Linked DNA regions of Mus musculus: all the other regions are linked to region 2. A link is a contact called in public HiChIP or PLAC-seq and promoter capture Hi-C data. All regions are on one chromosome and are shown on one strand. Each heading gives the region's core, a stretch centred on a gene start, on an enhancer-like site or on the middle of the called end of the contact. The rest is flanking DNA. Distances are from core to core; before and after follow the strand shown.

What was found. Promoter capture Hi-C pulls out the DNA fragments that hold promoters and counts their contacts. HiChIP or PLAC-seq counts read pairs in DNA pulled down with a chosen protein or histone mark.
Region 1: an H3K4me3 HiChIP or PLAC-seq map of embryonic forebrain shows a contact between it and region 2, with 4 times the contacts expected there. The contact joins two enhancer-like sites. A contact is called at or near these places in 2 of 484 Hi-C or Micro-C datasets (both in cortical neurons) and 7 of 115 datasets of contacts at active chromatin or transcription factors (PVALB interneurons, SST interneurons, VIP interneurons and 4 more).
Region 3: a contact with region 2 is called in an H3K27ac HiChIP or PLAC-seq map of differentiating embryonic stem cells, with 10 times the contacts expected there. The contact joins two enhancer-like sites. A contact is called at or near these places in 2 of 39 promoter capture datasets (cranial neural crest and embryonic stem cells), 2 of 484 Hi-C or Micro-C datasets (B cells and centrocytes) and 14 of 115 datasets of contacts at active chromatin or transcription factors (SST interneurons, VIP interneurons, astrocytes and 10 more).
Region 4: a contact with region 2 is called in an H3K4me3 HiChIP or PLAC-seq map of embryonic forebrain, with 8 times the contacts expected there. The contact joins two enhancer-like sites. A contact is called at or near these places in 2 of 39 promoter capture datasets (both in embryonic stem cells), 14 of 484 Hi-C or Micro-C datasets (cerebral cortex, cochlea, cortical glia and 9 more), 21 of 115 datasets of contacts at active chromatin or transcription factors (astrocytes, craniofacial prominence, differentiating embryonic stem cells and 15 more) and 1 of 9 other capture datasets (embryonic tail).
Region 5: a promoter capture Hi-C map of embryonic stem cells shows a contact between it and region 2, with 4 times the contacts expected there. The contact joins the promoter of Fxr1 here to the enhancer-like site in region 2. A contact is called at or near these places in 3 of 39 promoter capture datasets (all in embryonic stem cells), 2 of 484 Hi-C or Micro-C datasets (both in embryonic stem cells) and 10 of 115 datasets of contacts at active chromatin or transcription factors (SST interneurons, bone marrow-derived macrophages, cardiomyocytes and 4 more).

What each region holds. Positions count from the first base shown.
Region 1 is chr3:34,103,193-34,105,892 of GRCm38.p6, reverse strand. No RefSeq gene overlaps it. Among named protein-coding and RNA genes, the nearest start is that of Dnajc19, 23 kb to the right of the region's middle. Within about 2 kb of position 1,417, at least 22 of the 459 cell types and tissues checked have an H3K27ac peak or open chromatin away from gene starts, as enhancers often do. A contact at or near this core is called in PVALB interneurons, SST interneurons, VIP interneurons and 4 more, where this site is marked.
Region 2 is chr3:34,663,049-34,665,748 of GRCm38.p6, reverse strand. All of the region lies in intron 4 of Sox2ot (SOX2 overlapping transcript (non-protein coding)), which reads right to left. Among named protein-coding and RNA genes, the nearest start is that of Sox2, 14 kb to the right of the region's middle. Within about 2 kb of position 1,323, at least 82 of the 459 cell types and tissues checked have an H3K27ac peak or open chromatin away from gene starts, as enhancers often do. A contact at or near this core is called in PVALB interneurons, SST interneurons, VIP interneurons and 11 more, where this site is marked.
Region 3 is chr3:33,953,928-33,956,627 of GRCm38.p6, reverse strand. No RefSeq gene overlaps it. Among named protein-coding and RNA genes, the nearest start is that of Gm23175, 3.9 kb to the left of the region's middle. Within about 2 kb of position 1,372, at least 11 of the 459 cell types and tissues checked have an H3K27ac peak or open chromatin away from gene starts, as enhancers often do. A contact at or near this core is called in differentiating embryonic stem cells, where this site is marked.
Region 4 is chr3:35,322,934-35,325,633 of GRCm38.p6, reverse strand. Gm35425 (a long non-coding RNA gene) reads right to left here. Exons shown (of 5, transcript XR_880765.2): 3 at 449-1,271. Among named protein-coding and RNA genes, the nearest start is that of Gm35425, 5.8 kb to the right of the region's middle. Within about 2 kb of position 1,268, at least 23 of the 459 cell types and tissues checked have an H3K27ac peak or open chromatin away from gene starts, as enhancers often do. A contact at or near this core is called in cerebral cortex, embryonic basal ganglia, embryonic brain and 4 more, where this site is marked.
Region 5 is chr3:34,018,707-34,021,406 of GRCm38.p6, reverse strand. It overlaps Fxr1 (fragile X mental retardation gene 1, autosomal homolog), which reads right to left and starts at 1,328. Exons shown (of 17, transcript NM_001113188.1): 1 at 1,244-1,328. The coding sequence starts at 1,294.

The DNA of each region.
Region 1 (2,700 bases), core at 168-2,667, 560 kb after region 2:
CAAAGACTGCTACCCTTATGGAATATGCCTGTCACATTTTTAACTTCTTAAATCATCAAACTGTGTTACTTCCATTTAAAAATTCATAATTTTTTAATGTAGCTTGATGTTTTCTGTATAAAGTTTAATAATTTAGTATTGACAACCAAACACATTTCCCTATATCCTACAGAAGGCTAAGTTTGAACCCTGGCTTAAACAGTCCTTATTAAACACTGCATTGAACACACTCTTTACGCTAATCAGAGGAAAGGCAAATAGCACAGTAAGACTTATTGGGAGTTTGCCTCCCTTCAGTGGAGCCTGTTACTTGAGAAATTTGCTTATTAAAAGGGGAAATCTTACAAGGTGGAAAAAAATGTAAGCTCCATTCCTAACATTCAATTATTGCCCCAATCGGGTTTTTTTTGAGTGGTACAAACTATTAATTTACAAATATGGAGCCTTTCTCAGTGGCACGCTTCCAAAAGGCACCAGGTGTCTGATTGTATTCAAAATCACAACCCAGGGAACACTTAGTACAGTAAATACACAAAGGAAAAGCCTACTGAATTCCAATGTTGTTTCAAACCCATCTGCAATCAAGTATTTTCACAACCGAACATAAATTGCACCTACAAACGGGGAAAGGTTCTATGTGCATATCAGACACGCAACAGGCAACAGCCCTCGGAGGGAACCCACTCCTCTCCATAATGTCAAGACCTGGGATGGAAAGGCAAAGTTACAGAGTAGAGATTTCAGTTCTTATTATTTTCCAGTTTTTCTGTGTAAGCAGCAGACTCTAAGAGGATCAGCCCTATTCCGTGCCATCAGCGTTTTCCGAGTGCCATGTTTAAGTACTTCTCTGAAGATGCGTGAGTGTGCATGAAGATGAAAGGCTTATGAATATCAATAAATCCAAGAGTCCAAATGCAAGCCTTATCATTTTTCTAAAATGCATTCTGTTAGACACAGCTAAAGGATACTAACTGGAATTTGGCTTTCTGGGTTCATACTCTCAAGGTACAAATAGCGAAATATGCATTAAAGACTTTAGCATGCGATAGGCTAAAGAAGAGGAAAATCAATAAGTAGCCCCAATTCAAAATAACAAAAAAGGTCACTTTGCACTGCAGCCTACCTAACTGGATGGCTTCAACCCTCAAAACCAAAGTCATCACTATCAACCTTGGTTTCTGACTAGGAAGAGATCTAGGAAGCTCAGCTGCTGAACAGCAAGCAAGCCTAAACTTTCAAGACTGAGGTCTGGCTGCCCTTGAGGGTTCACCACCTTTATCTCCCCTGAAAAAAAAATGCCAATATAAAAATTCTAAAATACCTTCATAAGCCCCAAGGAAAGCCTGTGGACAGAGAGATGATGTGATAGACTCCTTCCTTCCTCTCCTCAGCCGCTTCTCCTCTGTGCGGCTGCTAGCGAGCGAGAGCATGGAGAGTCAGCCGCATATTTAATTAGAAGCAAGCTGCTGCTTCGCTATCAGTGTGAGGATCTACCTCTCCAATCTCTTGTGAGTCAATCTTTCCCATCTCTGATTTTCTTTTATATTTATGCTAGAATATTTAATTGTAGACAAAAGGTTACTCTGGCTGTATTCACTGCACAGAGGCACAATAATCTGCTTTAAAAGGCTTGACATTTCAGGCTTTTCAAAAAGGCTGAAAAAATTATATCCCTGCTTTTGTTAATCAATGAAGTAGAACTCTCCTGAACAAAAGAATTAAATTGCTTGGTTGGTTTAATAAAACCAACAGAAATAGCTGCTTCCTTTGGGCTTTATTGTGTAGGCATGGCACACGCACCCAGCACTGTAATTCCATATGATTCAGGGCAAAACTCTAATTTCTGCACACAGTTGGGTTTTTAAATCCTATTCAGACCCTATCCATTCTGGCTGGCTCTCTAAGGCCAGATTTATCATTAAACTTGACTCTTTTTCTGAAGTGTGGCAACCATATAGCAATTTTAATTTTGTTCCCATGCCTGTAACCCTCCAAAAAAACTGTCCATTAAAAATATATTAATCTAAATATTACCTTTTTGTTCTGTTTAGTCTGGAGCTAATGGTTTTACACATCTTTCCAGTTATTTAATTAGGAAAAAAAAAGGATTGGAGGGAGTGAAAATGTGGCAGGAGCTTAGTTGTGAACCTATAAAATAGTGCCTTTTTAAAAAACACACCCCACGATCAAACCAGAAAATAACCATTTTGTTAAATTCCTATTTGCAGCCTAGGTTTGCAAGTAATACTGGGTATTTATTGGCAAAAGACCTCAGAACTTCCGGGTTAACCAAGCTGATTGCAAAAGATGAAGCAGATGACCACTGTTTTATCTAATCACAAGGCAGGTCTCAGTTTTACTGAGAACACAAAACTGTCTAGGGAGGTGGCCCTTTCTCAAGAGCTTTCAGATGGGTCCTTTTGTTCTGTTTGTGTCAAACACGCGGAGAAAGGAACATGTTCTTCCAGGGTTCTATGTGGAAGGGGCTAAGAGTTCAGATGGTTCAGGACACACTCTCGAGGATGTGGAGGAAGATCAGGGAAGGGGGGCATTGGTTGGATCAACCATTACCACCCAACCCCAAGCTTTACACATTGAGAGCTACAGAGAGCATTTTTCCAAGATAATGATGGAGATAAGTGCCAACAGACATATTTATGCCAGACACTGCCTAATGCTGCTTCTGACCTAATCCTGGAG
Region 2 (2,700 bases), core at 74-2,573:
ATACAATATGTACATACACATATACACAATGCATTATTAAAAGGAAAAGCAATGTTCTTGACACAGACAATATGCCATACACAGCTTCTGGAAGACAGCAAGCAAAGGTGACAGGGATCAAGCGTTTGACTGACTTGAGTGATACCTGTTAGCAGCTAAAAGTTGACGAGGTACAAGCTAAACCGAACTAGTTCCCCCCCTTTCTCCTTCAAAGCAAAACCGAAAACAGCACACACACACACACACACACACCCTCTAGCACTCTCAAACTGGAGCTCTTTAAAGACCCCGAGGACTTACGCTCAAGGCATTATTCAGAAAACACTGAGCCCGGTCGTTCGTCACAGGCAATTGTTAAAGGCTTTCAAAGAGCCGATCAAACGCGGCCAGAGTAATCTACATTGGAGTCCGGATGGTGGAGTTACGGCGTACACCTGCGGGATGTTTGCTGTCGCTGCCCCTCGCAGAGCTACAAATCTTGATTAAAGCTCCCTGCCTAACTGCCTAAGTTGCTCCCCAGTTTGGAAAGTTTCTTGGGACAGTTTATTTTGACCAGAGAGCTGTTTAGACACTGCAGCCAGAGAGGAGTTGAAGCCACCAAGGTGGGGAGGGACAGGGGCGGTGAGCAACTGGGAAGGTCTGTTTCTTGCATGGACTTTTTTGAACAGAGCCTTCATCCAAGCAGAGACAACCGAGATAGAAGTCCTGATTCGTGGCTTGCCTTTGAGTTCCTGTGTCTCCAAAACTCCTTTCACTGTCTTTGCCACAACTTTTTGTTGGATGGCAATACCAGTTCGTAGCTTTCCTTAATCTATTCCCACAGGTGTCCACCCTAGAGCCTGTTTCCAGCTTCGACCAGCACTCCTTTTCTAGTACAAAACTTTATCTCCCCCCGCCCCTGCCCCAGTCCGACTCTAGTTTGAAACTTTCGCTTTTGATTCATTTGTTTGAGATTATTTCCCCTCCTTTTCTGCGTTGGCTAGGTTTCCACTGTTTTTACCCTGAGGGACAAAAAAATGTGAAGTTGTGAGAAAAGACGATGCGAGGGTCGGACAGTTGGAGGCGGGAGGGACGTCAACGTCTGTCTGCAGTCAGCTAGTAAGTCCGCAAGCCCTCTGCAATCCCTGTGTGACCCATTTGGGGAGTGGGGTGGAGACTAACCGGCTGCCCGCAATGCCAAGATCAACACTCGGAGCGAATGTTATCAATAGACCAATTTTCTGCTCTTACCCGGGGCTTTTTTGTTTCATTCCTAAGTGGAGAGTGTCTGAGCTGCGCAAGACGCAACTGCACGGAGGCGCCCGGAAAGAGAGGGCGCTAGAAGCGGGAGACGCAAATATGGAAATTAACTCATTAGGAAGGGGTGTGGTTAGCGCGAAGCCCCCTCCTCCATCCCTTCCTTTCTCCCTCGCTGCCACCGTCCTGGCTTGCTAAATATGAGATTACAAACAAACAAATAAAGCAGAAGCTGACTACGCTGACTACGCAGCCCCAGATCAAGCACGCTCCAGATAATTCTCTGCACTCAGCGCCGAGGCCAGTTCTGCCACACAGCACCCGCCCCTGCCGCCACCGGGGGCTGCGGCGTTCCCTGCGCCATCTCCCGCCGCCCGGGACTGCAGCGGGGCCGCCGTCACCTTTCGAAGGCGCAGCACGTGGTCCCAACACTCGGCGGGGTGCACGTTTTAAACCCTAAGACGCCAGCTTCAGCCACTGTGGCGCCCTTCCGAGGGCCTCTGCTGACCTCGAGGTTCTTCTGCAAAGGCCCTGGGTGCTGGTGTGCTCTGAGGGAGAAAACAATCGAGCTTAGAAAAGAATGTTCCCGAGTCTCTGACCTGGGCTCCCCCCGCCCTCTGCGGTGCCGTACTCCCAGCGCGAGATTGCAGTGTACCAGGGCTCGGGTGAGACAAAAATTGGCACCAAGGCGGAAGCCTGCTTAGCGTCAGAGCCCGAGGTTGAGATATTAACAAAAGACGAGGTGCCTAGGAGTGAAGTCTGTGGGGTTGGACCGCCTGGGGTGCAAAATTCAGTGTCTAAATAAAATCGTGCGTGCGGGGGGGTGGGGTGACAATTAAAATGAAACAAAATGCGAAACTCGTCCTCAGTTGAGTCGGTCTTCCTACTCTCTAAGTCTTTATACAACCCTGTATCTAAGTCCTCAAAGCGAGGCGTAGTATAAGGCTTTAGGCAAAAATGATACTTCTAATGGCTGTCCTTCCGGCGACCGACCTCCCCGCCCCGGCTCCCATCCTAGTGCTCCCGTAGCTGCGGGCCCCTTGGAGGAGGCTGCGCAGTCCCAAGCTTCCCGCTGCCCGCAGGCCACCGCGTCTCAATGCGGGTATTGTCCGCCGCGGGTGGGGAGGCCAGACGACCAACACACAAGAATAGCAATGTGCCCGACTCCTGTTAAGAGAAAGTTTCCAAATGTCCTCCTTGTGCTGAAATACTACTTTTTAAAAAGTGCGAGTGCGTGTTTCGGTGGGCAAAGATTCGTTTTTGAAAGTCCACTCTCAATTCCTCAACGTTTTCCACTTCTTTTAAGTTCTCAGAAAAGGAGAGAGTGGGCAGAGAAGTGACTCGATTTGGGGGGTGGGGGATTGTAAATATGGTTGACGGTCAGTGGGACGGTTTTGAAATACCGGCAGTTGTCACCCAGGTCTGGTTCGGGGACGCGGGGACAGATGCTCGGTTGGCGCACAG
Region 3 (2,700 bases), core at 123-2,622, 710 kb after region 2:
ATTTTTCACTCTTGAAACACCACAGAAGTACCTCGGTGTCTATAGAAAACAACTTAAAGACCTTGTTTCAAATAACGCCCTAAGATTATTTTTGTGTAGAAGACGCGGACTGTTTCTATGGAAACAGGTTTTCTCTATTTCGTTCCGCTGCTGCCATCTAGAGGACAGGAGAAGTACAGCAAGTCCTAATGCGTCATTTTCCCCTGACCCAACCCCGCACCGTTGCCTGCTGCCCTTGAGTTAGTACCGCCCTGCTTATCTCCTGCCCTTTCTCAGTTTACATCACAGGGTTCTTGCCCAGAGAATAGATTGATCCTGTCCAGCTGAGCACAGGCGGATGCAGAGTGAGCCTGGTGCCTCTCAGTCCTCTCACACCTGTGGCTCCTCTCTCATCACGGATGTGAAGTAGGAAAGAGGTAGTTGATGAACTTGCTGTGGGATTCTTGGTGCCCGGCAGAATTCCTATGGAGGTTGCCAGGCACTGGAACCTTTTAGAAGGATTAGAATGTCCCCTTAAAGAATTCCCTTGCAGGGCTGGATTGGCTACCTTGCGAGCACAAAGTGATCTTGGTACCTCCCCCAGTCTCTCGACCACGCTGTGTTGCGCTTCCTGTTCAGTGAGCTGAGCCACCAGGGGTTCTCACCTGAAGCTGGGCAGGTGGCCCGACAGCTTCTTGAAGTTTTTCTGTGTCCTAATCTGTGAGCCAAAAGAAACTGCATAAAGTGTACCGTTTCAGAAATTGTTTTAAACTAACAGGAAGTGAACCTGCAGGCTTCCATCTCATCTGTTTTTAGGAAGAGACTTCTAGATTGAATACATAAAAGCCAAGTGGCAATAAAATTATGCATATCTCAGTTGCTCCATCAGTAATGGCACCAAGGCGCCTCAAAGTCGATACACAAGACGCTCCTCCCCAGGGATACCCACTGCCCCCTGGAACTTGCTATAATAGAGCATCCGTACCATTTTGCAGAAATTATTTAATTTTCTGCCTTCCACACAAAGCTATTGGCCTTCATCTGCTGATGATTGTTGTAGCCCTTACACCGAATAGACATCCCATGAGCGTTGTTAATGAATACATGAAGAGTATAGTTTAAAACCTTTAAGTTAGTTTCACCAGTTCTCAGAGTAGTTTAGTGTGGAACATTCCCATAATAGCGTAATTGCAGGTCAGTAGGCAGCCACTTCTGACAGGTGTGAGGTTACAAGGCTGGAGCCTCTGATCTGTCATTAGCTTCTTTACACCATCCCTGTCATTAGAAGGTGTGTTTGGACAAATTGTAACAAGTTTCTTAAGTGCAGACCAGCCGCAGTGCTGAAGCAGTAACACCTCTCTCCCCAGCATGGGGTAGTTAAACGGAGGGCTAGTTGGAGAAAAGCCACGCCCACTGTGAGCCTAGCAAAACAGTCACAACAATGAGCGAAGTTCGGACCACCAAATCAGGTGTGGAAGCCAGCCACAGCCCTAGGACGTGGGCTTCTCTCAGATAACCAAAGCCAAACAGTAAAGTCTAGGCAAACAGGGTCAAATTAACAACAATACAAACCACAGGGGAATTCCAATCGCAGCTGAGTGCAGAACAAGTGGGTCTACAAGTTGACTTTGATTCCCCAGTCCGGACCCCCTCTCTCCACCCACCCCACCCCTCCCCCTCCAACCCTCCATCCCCCACCCCCACCTCAAAACAAAAGGCACCCTGGGTCCTTCGTACTGGCAGATTACAGTGTCAGAGGCTGTGTTAGTGAATGGTCTGTGGATCAAAGGGACAGAATGGAGATACAGTTCAAGTAGCCAGAATTTTTTATATACCCCCTCCAACGCCCACAAGAAGACGGGTGGACCTTAGACTCACTATGCTGCTCAGGTTGGCTCAGAACTCGTGATTCTTTTGTGCTGGATGTGTGTACTCCCACACCAGGACAGAATTTAGTACTCGTAAAAAGTCCCACAGTGGTGGCAGGGCACAAAAGTGATGTAATTGGGCTACAATGTGACGTTAGAAAAATGTGCAATTGTTATAAATTCAATTATAGCTTAGACTTTAAGCAGACTTCTCTGGGGAACTACTAGCAATTTCAGTGGATGACGTCATAGCCCTTCCTTCCTTCCTTCCCTCCCTTCTCTTTTTCTTTATTCCAGTATGCTATGAGAGTGATGCAGGCTGTCACCCTCTACAAGACTGGCTGTTGGGACTGTCACTACCCTTAACACACGTGTGGCTCAGCTGTGGCCCTAGCATCTTCCTCCTGACTGCCTTCTTCACCACTTGTGGTTTTTAAAACAAACAAACAAATAAACAGGGTTCAGGGTCAGGTCCTCATGCATGCAAGGTGGGCACTTTACTGACTGAGCCTCTATCTATCTAACAATACCAACATTATCACTATTTTACATTTGTCCATTTATTTATTGTGTGTTTGACATGAATACTTGTATGGAGGTCAGAGAACTTGTGAGAGTCGATCACCTGCCCCTGCAGACCCACCTCCCTGGCCTCATCATCGCTATTTTCAAATGGTGAACAGTTACAAATACGGAATAAACATCTGCTGCCTGTTCGCACCTGTTTGCCTTGTTTTCTAGTCTCTGTTTGAAATGTGCATCATCATCTGTTATATTGTGTGGAAACAATCACGGAGTTTCCCTGCTCCCCAGAAGGCTGCCTGCTGGAGAGGAAGCTGCAGGGCTCTGAGCA
Region 4 (2,700 bases), core at 19-2,518, 660 kb before region 2:
AACTCACAGAGATCTGCTTGGTCGACAATGCCCAGCAAACTGCTTGTATCCCCACAACCCCCTTCTTGAGTTGTCATTTCTATGTTGGAAGCAACTTTAGAAATCTCAGACACTCCAAATTATACCTCTACAGCTCACAGATCCTGTCAGAGTTGGGATTTGTACCCCAGGACTCTCTTTTTTATTTATTTATTTATTTATTTATTTATTTATTGAGACAGGGTTTCTCTGTGTATCCCTGGCTGTCCTGGAACTCACTCTGTAGACCAGGCTGGCCTCAAACTCAGAAATCCACCTGCCTCTGCCTCCCGAGTGAGGACACTCTTTAAAAGTTAGCAATGGTCTAAGCTGTTGATTTATCTCTCAGTTGCATCTCAAGAACACCAAGTCTTGGTTTAATAAAAATTTAAACCACTTAAGAAATGGATGGCTATCTCCCTTTGCATACCTGTTGGCTGTGGAAGTTAAAATCCTACTTTTTCCGATAAGGCACAAGAATTGCTTAAACAATACATAGGTGCTGTGTTCACAGGTGAGACTAGAAGAACGGAAGCCTTTAGAATGATGAAGTTCCGTATCTTTGGCTGTCCATGGAGAAAATGAGAGCTTAAAGGAGTGTCACAGGGCCACACACTGTAGGGAGCCTCTACTCCAGGAGCCGTGACCTCTAGATGATCTTCATATTCCTCTTATTTCTAGTGCAGTGCACACTTCCCAGGGGACAGTCAGGTGTTCAAACAATGATCCAAATATGGTTGAGCCTGTTGACTCTTGTTCTAATTGCTGTATAGGTGGTTGAGACATTAACAAAGCATAAATATTTGCCAAAGAATCATGAGTAAACTCAGCTGGACATAAACTTTGATATGCAAATGATAGAAAAGTATGAAACACGGAAAAAAAGAGTTTCTTTTCATTTTGTTCCTTTTATACTTTTGAAAAGTAAGCGATAAGTGCACAGGGAGACAAGCCTTGTGAGAAAACGGCCCTCTTCCCAGAGTCTCCTAGCTCTGGGATACTGCCTCGGAAGTGGGGCCTTGATAATCCTTGCAAAGAATAATGAGAAGGAAAAAAAAAAAACCTGCTTGCTGACAGCAACCTCCAGACAAATGAAAACCTGGACGGTGCCCTGAGAGTTTTAGGTAATCCAGGCTCATAATTTGATTTGAGAAGAGCTACTCCAGGCTACTGTGTAATTACAGCAGCATTCAGCAGGCTGGCTTCGGCTGGCCTCGGCGAGTTCTCCTTCATCGCCCTTTATACCAAAGCTCCTGTTGATGAGAGGGCGGAAACAGTCAGTGCAAAAGAAGTAATTAGCAGGCGGGAACCGCTACCACTGTTTGAGGCTAACACGCGGTCTTTATTGGTACTTATTAAGTAGATGTCTAGAGACCGAGGGAAATATTGCAAGCCACAAACATGAAGAAGAGTGTGGGAACAAAAAGGATAGAGGGAACTTTTAAAAGCAACTTATCTATTTTATATTTTACAAACCTGATCCCAAGGCTAGTTTCCGAAAGGATATTAAGCCTCCAGCTCCCGTCTGTCACAGTGCATGACCGGCTCACATCAATCACCATGCAAGGCAGCCTAGAGCATGAGTTGAACTCCTTCGGTGTTCTCTTTTCTCTTCCCTTTCTGATTTACTCTATTATCATGGGAGTTGACTTGAAAAATATTTTGGACAGCTGCTTTTTTGAGTTTGGGTTGTAGTTAAACCCACCAGCAGGGGGAGTCGGGGAGACTAGCAAACCTTGGCAGAGTCCAGCCTCTCTAGGATCCAGCTACGGAGCTGTTTTTTGTGGACACTTGTGAAGAAGCAAGAAACAGAACAGGCAAGAGGAAGGAAACAGGAGAGCTCTGAAGGGTTTGAAATCCTAGTTTACGGTGTTGAAGGTGGGCGAAAAGTAGCCTACAGTTTCTGCCTGCGGAATGACTGTATTCTTGCTTCTGCTGGCTTGTTTGAAAACAGGTCACAAATTCTGTCCTCCTGCAGGCTACAGTCCTTGCCCTGGGGGTGGGGGTTGGGGTTGGGGGTGCACAGCTTTCATCTTCTTGTTCTTGCCCCGTTTGGGGTATGTGGGTACCAAGGTGCGCAAGACTGCGGAGCTTGGAGCTGTCCCAAATAGATGCCCTGCACCTGATTCTGACCTAGTCTTCATCCTCAAATGGCCGTCCAATTAAAGGTGTGATGGCCACTTCCGCTCCCTTAGCAGGAAACAGTTTCCAATATGCACAGCGACTTTAAAGTCAGCCAGCTTAATGGAAGTATGGAAGGTTGCAGAGAGAATTGCATACCTGGGCTTTGTTTTTAAGAGAGTGATGGAAGGGACTGTGGACAGAGGGCCACAGTTTGGGGCGGTGGGGGACCGTGGGCAGTTGCTGTGCGGTAGAGTGGCATTTATATTGCAGTACACAGCGATCATCCTTGGGAAAGTACAGTCTTGTTGACAGCCTACTTTTAGTGTTCACTGGAGGCTTATGCACTCCTATTTTGTTTGTGACTCTCCTCCCATCTCTTAGCAACCACTCACAGCACAGAATCACAAGTAAAATCTCATGGGCACTGACATTGAAGAAAGTGTTTGCTTTGGAACTTAAGTGCATGCTTGGAAAGGGTGAGGGACAGATGATGTCTCAGGCAGACTGAAGGCTGCACATGTTGGTGATCAGACACTTGGTAAGTGTCAACTGGGGGAC
Region 5 (2,700 bases), core at 79-2,578, 640 kb after region 2:
CAATGAGCTACTGCCTATATTATTACCACGTGACAAATCACCTCCATACAGCTAATAAGCAAGCTAGAAAGGGAAAAGCAAAACACTGAAAAATTAGGAAATCGTTAATACCAAATAAAATCCTCTGGAATAAAGGAGCCATTGAAATGAAAACCTGTGAGAAACCATTTTAAGTACATACAATACTCATGTACTAGAAGAGAGCCTTCATAAAAATAGCCAAGACTCTCAAACATCTGAGATGCTGGCTTGGAGAATGACTGACAGACAACAGCTGAGAAGGTTTTGTGTTGATTTGTTAAGATTCTCGCACACTTTGGGGAGAAAAAAAAATAAGGAGAAGGGGCCGTTACTATGGAAAAACTGTTCAGCCTTCGTGTTCTGCTTGGTGCCCCCTCCCCCTTTTCCAATAGAAGCAAGCGCCTTACAAATTCCTCCACTCTAGAATCCTCCCTCTGTCTCCGAGGCCAGCCTCCACGGCAATGCATGGCCTCTTCTCAAAGGAAACAAAAAGAACCTCGTGGAAGAGGACTTAAAAAGCAAAAACAAAAAACAAAAAACCCACCTTCCCAGGGGCTGGGAAGACACGCGTCCCTCCCACCTGCCGCCTGGCCTCGGGTCACCTTTGAACCCTTCCTTCGGAATTCGCATTTCTCCCGGGCCGAGGGGCGAAGGGGCCGCCCGCTCCCCAGGCCGCGGCCACCAGGGCCCGCCGCCCGTCCGGGTTTCCACGCGGGCGGGCGGGCGCCGTGGGTTCGCAGGGCCCCCGGGGCAGCACAAGCCGGGGTAGGCCGGGGAGTCAGCCATTCATGCCGCGGGCGGGAGGGCGGGCGGGCGGAGAGGAGCCTGGCGGGCCCGGCCGCCGCCGCGGGGTCGCAGTGAGCTGCCCGCCTCAGTCCGTCCCTCAGTCCGCCCGTCCGCGCCCCCCACCCCGCCAGGCCTCGGCGGCGCGCCCGCACCACAGCCCGCCGCTCCAGCCCGCCCGCCCGCCCGCGTCCCGGAGGCCTCGACCCAGGACGCTCCGGGACAGGAGGCAAGCCAGCACCCGCCGCCTTGTTTCCAAACATAACGGAGCCTGGGCCCCGAGACCGTTAAACCGCGCCGAGGGCAGAGGCCAGCAGCACGGCCCAGCTGCCTCCCCCGCCACCACCTGACACCTCTCCTCGGCCCCCGGGGTCCCCGGCGCCCCTTGACCCCGCTCCCAGTGCCCAGCTCCCATCCCCGGCCGCCCCGCGGCCCGTACCTTGTAGAAAGCCCCGTTGGAGCCGCGAACCTCCACCGTCAGCTCCGCCATGTTGGAACCGCAAAGGCTGCTGGGAAGAGATTCTAGAAACTTTCCAACGCGAGGGGAGGAGGGGGGAGGGGCGAGCGTCGCGGGGGAGGGGCGGGCGGGCGGGAGGGCGGGACGCTCCCGGCCCGCTCCCGGGCTCTCCGCTAGCGGCGCCGCTCTGCGCGGGTCCTTGGGCGGCTACCCAGCGGCAGGCCGGTCCGCCCACGCCCACGCCCGCGCGGCCCGCCTCGCGCACAATGAGTGAGGCGGACCCGCCCGGCGCGCCACCCTCGCCCCAGGATCCGCGCGGCCGGCGACGCTCCCTACGGGCTCTTCCCGTCAGGAAGCGCGGCCTGGCGGGCGCTCGGGCTCGGCCAGAGCGCATGGCCGGCCGACACTCTCAGGTTTGCCCTCATGGAGCCTTCCCTCTGGAGCCTCGGGCCGTCCCCTTGAAGAGCCTTTCCCAGGACGAACCCGGGACTCGGGGCTTCCCCCGAGCCTCACGCAGTTCTCAGGCCTCGCCTCGCGCGAAGGCAGCTCACTCACCTGTCACCGACCGAGCACGGTTACCTTAATACGTTATTAAAGGCTCGGGAAACCTAGGCTAATTTTGTGGGGGGATCCTGTTTGAGACACAGTTCTCTACCCCTGGGTGGCCTTGAACCCACAGAACTGCTTCTGCCTCTGGCCATCGGAGTGCTGGCATTACTTTTAAAAAATTTTAAACAATGGGAAAGTGTATTCCTCCCACCCCTGATAGGTTACACGTGGGAAGTTTTGCAAAGAGGATCCAAGAACCTATTGGGTTTTGTGTTGTGTGACTTTACCAGAAACGCCACCAGTTCTAGAAGCTTTGTGGCACTCATACTTAGTTTGATAAGTTAATGCCAACTTCTGAAAGCAAGGCTTTTGGAAATAGTACTTAAAAGAATTCATTTGTATGTGCATCTTTACATAACTTTTCAGCGACGCATGATGTATTTGTCTTTCCTTTATTTGGAGCTCAAATTGACCACCCTGCCTCCCACCTCCAGGTGCCAGTTGGGCTAACAGGCTCAGTTCCCCCACGGTTACCTGTTACTCTGAGACAAGTCTCACTAAGCAGTCCAAGATGGCCTTCGATTTACCTCCCATTCTCTTGTCTTAGCCTCCAGAGTGCTGGCTTTACTGGTGTGAGCTCCTGGCCCCTAGCAACCTGGTTTGTATAAAGTACATTTTCTTTATACAAGATTAGCCCTTTTAAAAATGTACAGTTCAGCGTCTATCACCAGGATCAGTATAAAACATTTTCATCACAAACAACAATAAATAAGTAAAAATAAAAAGCACTTGTGCTTGTTGCTGTTCCCCAATTCTCCTGAATTCCCTGGATTCTAGGAAACTGCCCATGTGTTTTCTATGTAGAGATTTGCCTAGCTCGATCTCACATA